Linked DNA regions of Mus musculus: region 1 is linked to region 2. Evidence: chromatin contacts called from public Hi-C data. All regions are on one chromosome and are shown on one strand. The core of a region is the stretch at or near the end of the contact, and the rest is flanking DNA. Distances in the headings are between cores, read along the strand shown. Region 1 overlaps Npas2 (neuronal PAS domain protein 2). Region 2 overlaps Npas2 (neuronal PAS domain protein 2).

Evidence for each region. Hi-C and Micro-C count contacts between places; a contact is called where the count stands out from the background.
Region 1: a contact with region 2 is called in a Hi-C map of muscle stem cells, with 2.5 times the contacts expected there. The contact joins two enhancer-like sites. A contact is called at or near these places in 2 of 15 datasets of contacts at CTCF or cohesin (CD8 T cells and the NIH/3T3 cell line), 32 of 484 Hi-C or Micro-C datasets (the C2C12 cell line, CD4 T cells, CD8 T cells and 23 more), 4 of 115 datasets of contacts at active chromatin or transcription factors (bone marrow-derived dendritic cells, bone marrow-derived macrophages and embryonic stem cells) and 4 of 9 other capture datasets (adipose tissue, bone marrow-derived macrophages, embryonic stem cells and 1 more).

Annotation. Positions count from the first base shown.
Region 1 is chr1:39,339,584-39,342,283 of GRCm38.p6, forward strand. The region is part of intron 16 of Npas2 (neuronal PAS domain protein 2); the gene reads left to right. Among named protein-coding and RNA genes, the nearest start is that of Rpl31, 27 kb to the right of the region's middle. Within about 2 kb of position 1,313, at least 18 of the 459 cell types and tissues checked have an H3K27ac peak or open chromatin away from gene starts, as enhancers often do. A contact at or near this core is called in muscle stem cells, where this site is marked.
Region 2 is chr1:39,252,591-39,255,290 of GRCm38.p6, forward strand. All of the region lies in intron 1 of Npas2 (neuronal PAS domain protein 2), which reads left to right. Among named protein-coding and RNA genes, the nearest start is that of Npas2, 60 kb to the left of the region's middle. Within about 2 kb of position 1,436, at least 8 of the 459 cell types and tissues checked have an H3K27ac peak or open chromatin away from gene starts, as enhancers often do. A contact at or near this core is called in muscle stem cells, where this site is marked.

The sequences.
Region 1 (2,700 bases), core at 63-2,562, 87 kb after region 2:
TGAAAGGTGCACAGGAGCCAAGCTGAGCTGAGGCACTACAGTCGAGAGAAAGTGGCCTCCTTAGCCTACAGCTTCTGCATGGAAACCACGCCCTCAGTGTGTACATCTCCCCAGTGGATTCTAAGTCCTCATTGTACAGCTGCCTATAGATGCTACACCCTCGGCATACAGCTCCCTGTGCATGCCAAGCTGTTGGATGCACAGCTCCCAGTGGAAGCTAAACCCCCTGGTGCACAGCTCCCCTGTGAATGCTAACCCCCACCCCATCCCACCCCCATGACTACCTGCCCTGTGGATGCTTAACCCCCTGGTGCATAGCTCCCCTACAGATGCTAAACACACACACACACATGAATACCTGCCCTGTGGGTGCTAACCCCCCTGGTGCACAGCTCCCCTGTAGATGCCAAGCCTTATCTGTGTTTATTCCTCTGCACTTATCTTCAAAGTGGAATTTTCCAAAAAGAACACGGAGATCCACAGACAATCAAACCAGAGAACGTCTCCTCCCCGAAGCCTGGCTTCTTGTTTTTCACAAGACTTAAATACATCCTAAAAACTCCTACCAAAATGTGATCCTTGAAAAAAGAAAAAAAAACTGATTCAACTGTAAAAATTTAAGCAAGTGGAAATTATTCTAGCCTCCCCAGCCTTTCCCCAGCCCCCCACACCCCCTAATCCCCCTTCCCCATCCTTACTTCTGCACACACACCACCAGAGAGGAAAGACAAGAGATAAGGATGACACATTGGCAGTTTGCCGAAGCCGGGCAATGATGCCGTATTGTACCGACTTTTTTGTAGTGTCTCCATATTAGTGATTTCTGTGTGTCCTGTAATGACACCAATGAGGTGTAAAGTCTGCAGGTGTGAATAGTGGAAAAGTATATTTAAGTGGGATCTATTTGTTCTAGCATACGTTTCTTACTTGTTTTGAGGGACTGTCTTGTTTTCTGTTTGCGTGTTTTCTATAACCTTTTGAGGTCGGCTTTTGAGAAATCCAAGAAATTCTTCGCTGTTGGTAAAACGGAGGCACAGACATGTATGCCCAGATGCAAACCAGGATTCCCTACCCAGCCAGGGTCGTTTACTGCAGTTCAGTGGGCTTACTTCATTGGTTCAGAACTGAAGTGTGCGCTAGTGCAGTCTTTTAAAATTAGGTTAGGAGGAAGTTCTCTGGGATATTTGATGTTTGCTCCCAGGTGAAGGTGTGCTGAGGTCCTCCCGGTCACGAGAGAGTGGCCTCGTGCTTTTTTGAGCACGTGTGCCCTCTGCTGGTTATTCAAATGAATGCCTATAAGGACACCTGCAGCCGTAGTAAGTAACATGTTCCTTGATTGGCTCTTTGAGACAGCCATCATTCTAGCCTAGCAGCCAGCCAGCCAGCTGTCCAGATATGTATGTCTCACTCGTTGGAGCACTGGGAGAGGAGGAGGATAAAGACAACAGGTTTTTTATTCCTTAGAGGCCACACACAGTTGGGACAGCATAACATATCAAACCATTAGCTCCATGACAAGAGCAGAGACAGTTTGAGCAAGAAGTTTCATTCTTTTGTTTGTTTGTCTGAGTGTTTTTCCATTCACTCCTTTAGCAGATCTCTGTACCCACAGTCAAAAGGGGAAGATCTCTTTCTCTCACTTTAAGAATAATGCCACAATGTAGCGCTCCTTCCACATTTGTTTCACCTTACCTACTTAACATGTGCTGACTTCATGACTCTTTCCTGGACAGTTTTATGTTGATTTGACACAAGCAAAAGCCATCTGAAAAAAGGGAACCTCAGTTGAGAAGATGCCTCCATAAGATCAGGCTGTAGGCAAGCCCTTCTTAATTAGTGATTGATGGAGGAGGGCTCAGCCCCTTGTAGTTGAGGCTACTCCAAGGCTGGAAGCCCTGGGTTCTCAAGGAACACAGGCTGGGCACACCATGAGGAGCAAGCCAGTAAGCAGCACCACTCCGTGGCCACTATAGCTCCTGCCTCCTATTCTGTCTGAGTTCCTGTCCTGACTTCCTTCGTTGATGAACAGTGACGTGGAAGCATAAGCCAGATAAACTCTTAATCCCAGCTTGCAGTTGGCCGTGGTGTTTCATCACAGCAATGCTATGGGGTAGCAGGATGTGGGTACTGCTGTGACGGAGCTGAGCGTGCGGTTTTGGAAGGATCGTGGAAGGACTTTGGGATTTGGGATTAGAAAAGTCATTGAGTCTTCAAAGCTTGATGGGCTATTCTGCGGGAGCTTCCGAGGTGAGAATGTTGAGAGACGTGCAGGGGGAGAGGCCTGACTTGTGAGGTTTCTGGGAGAAGCAAGGACTCTACAGGGCCTTTTGAGTGGAGAGTCTGTGGTGTCCCGTCAGCTGGAGCTGAAAACTTGGCTGTGATTAACAAGAGGCCAGAAACAGTAAAGTGAAAACTTTGTTGCTGGAATGCTGGATGCTGGTCAGCTGGGACTGAGAAATTGGCAGTGATTAGGAAGAGAGCAGCAGCAGTGAGGTGAAATCCTCTGGGAAGTGTTTCCTGAGTCTCTCTCTCTCTCTCTCTCTCTCTCTCTCTCTCTCTCTCTCTCTCTCTCTCTCTCTCTCTCTCACATACACACACATACACACACATATACACACATACACATACACACACACATGCACACACAAGCTTGTTCCAGAGGTGGCCAAGGTTGTACCTTACACAGTCAGCTAAACTTGG
Region 2 (2,700 bases), core at 186-2,685:
TATCAGCACGTCTGTATGGAATGAAATTCAGGAAAAGCCATGTCCTACATTAGAAAAGTCTCTTACAAACATGTCTGCTGCCGCTTTGCCCTGAACTCTCTCTTGGGAGCCTCAGGCTGACTCTCATTCGCCCCGTTTGCTGAGGGTGACATTCCAGCCTTCTCTGGGGGAGATATGAATACTAGCCTTGGTGCAGATGTGTCCTAGAACCTTCTGGAACCTACTGACTCCAAACACCTGTTCCTGGAAGTAGGTCAGCTCACCTAGTGTGATGGTTTGTATATGCTTGGCCCAGGGAGTAGCACTATTTGAAGGTGTGACCTTGTTGGAATAGGTGTGGCCTTGTTAGAGTAGGTATGTAGTTGTGGACCTGCGCTTTGAAACCCTAGGCCTAGCTGCCTGGGAACCAGTCTTCTCCTAGCAGCCTTCAGATGAAGATGTAGAACTCTCAGATCCTCCTGCACTCTGCCTGCCTGGATGCTTCCATGCTCTGGCCTTGATGATAATGAACTGAACCTCTAAACCTATGAGCCAACCCCAATTAAATGTTGTCCTTATAAAAGTTGCCTTGATCATGGTGTCTGTTCACAGTAGTAAAACCTTGACTAAGACACTTGGCCTCTGTCATTTTCCTTCACTTTCTGGTACTTTGTCCAACTTCTAGACAGAAAAGCCTGGAGGTGGCCTTTCTGTATATTTACTTGACGTACTAGGAATCCAACCCAGGGCCTTGTTAGTAGGCAACTGTCCTACACTGAGCTACAGCCTCAGCCAGACCTTTCGGTCCATATGCTGCAGCCTAGTGCAGCTACGGAAACAGGAGAGGGTCCTGACCGCTCCCTCATGAGGTGTCTGTCCCCTCCAGTCCTGGCAACCCTTAACAAAATCAGTCCCCACTCCTGGGTGGCAGCAGTTATTCCAGTGGCCTCCGGATTGGTTGTCAGAGGACAGCAGAGGAAGCTGGAGACCTGGGAGGCAGCATCTGCTTCCCAGCAGTCGATGTAAAGTGTCACAGTTACCTCTGTGCCTGTCAAGTGGTCGGTTTGTCTTTAGTGACAATCAGAGCCTTGGTGGAGCCTGCGATCTGAGCTGGTTTTCTGTGCTTTAGTTTTGCCTTTTGTTTCTAAGACTTGGGTTTTTGTTTGTTTGTTTGTTTGTTTTAGTTATGTGTATATGTTTGTCTAAGCTAAAGGGATGAGTTGTGTGTGTGTGTGTGTGTGTGTGTGTGTGTGTGTGTGTGTGTGTGTGTCCTGTGGAAGTAAGTGCAGGTGCCCACAAGAAGGAGTCAGATCTCTCTAAGAACTCTTTCCAGGTGCTCTCCCATGGTCCCCTGTCTGCCACCTAGAGGCCACCCCGAGCTGCTCAGGCTGGACCTGGAGCAGGCCTTGCTTCCTCATGGTTCATGCCCATGGATGAGCAAGGCTGTTATGCTGACCCACTTTTGCTGTGTGCCCACAGCAGGCTAAGCCTGTCTGGCCTTGCTCCGAGGCACCAGGCGGAGTAAGTTGCCTTCTGACCAGTGTAGACGGCTGTCTCTGGGGTGTCTGAATCTGTCTGTTATGTCTAAAGGACAACCTCCAGGCACCTCGGGGAAGCCGGAACATGGATCTAGTCGTAGGGTCTCCCTTGCCCCGCATTCAGCCTGTGTCCCAGCAGCCCTGTGTTAGGACCCATTCTTGCTGGTAACCAAAAGCTGGGCTTTTCTCCCAAGGTTTTAAAGACAGATTCCAACACGTAAGCTACAACCTGCGGACACCTTCCCTGAGCACTATGAGCCTCAGCTGCTTGTTGAGCCTCCTAGAGGGCAGGAAATGTCCTGTCCTTGAGGGGTTGCCACCAAGTAAAAGGGTCTTGGGTGTCTAATGCCAAGGAAAGGGAGATTTAGAGATACCAGAGACAGAGGCCCAGCAGAGGATGATGGGAGTGCCACTCGAAGATTGACAGCTTGTCAATCGGGGCTTTGGGTGCTACAACATGATCTGTGTCTCCTGAACTATGGGGCTGTGTTGATTGATGTATATCTCATCCCTCCTTCACTCCACACATGCATGCTTGCTTCTTCTATTTCTAGCGGTTATTTCTATTTCTTCTTCTATGTCAGATCGTGGACCGTGGGCCTAGAACATCATCTCTTGGTTGCTCTGGTTGGATTAGATTCAGGATCTGATGGCTATGCTTAAATAAGCTGATACGTATGAAAACCATAAGCTAAACCAGAGCTTTAGCCATGGCTGGTCTCACCAGCACCTATGTTCATATATAGCCATGAGCCTTGAGAAAGGTATCCTGGGCCTAAGACTTCTGGTTCTGAAACATGCCAGGGCTAAGAGGATTTTGCAAGCAAAAGTGCATTTATCTCATGAATGAGGACCTGAACCTCAGCATTTGAGGGACAGGGTGGGGGTGGGGGGAGGCAGAGCTAGGTAGAGCCCCAGAGCTTGCTGGCCAGCCAGCCTAGCCAATCAGTCAGCTCCAGGTTCAGTGAGAGATCCTGCCTCACGCACGGTAAGCTAGAAGGAAAAGGAGGTGGCTCAGCAATAAAAACACTTGCCCACCCGAGCCTAGCAGCCTGGGTTCAATCCCTAAGATCCATAGTGGAAGGAGAGCGCTAACTCCCAAAGTGGCCCTCCAACGTCCAAATGCTGCGGTATACACATGCCGACTTTGACCTCTGGCCTCTGCTGTGTATGCAAGGTCAAG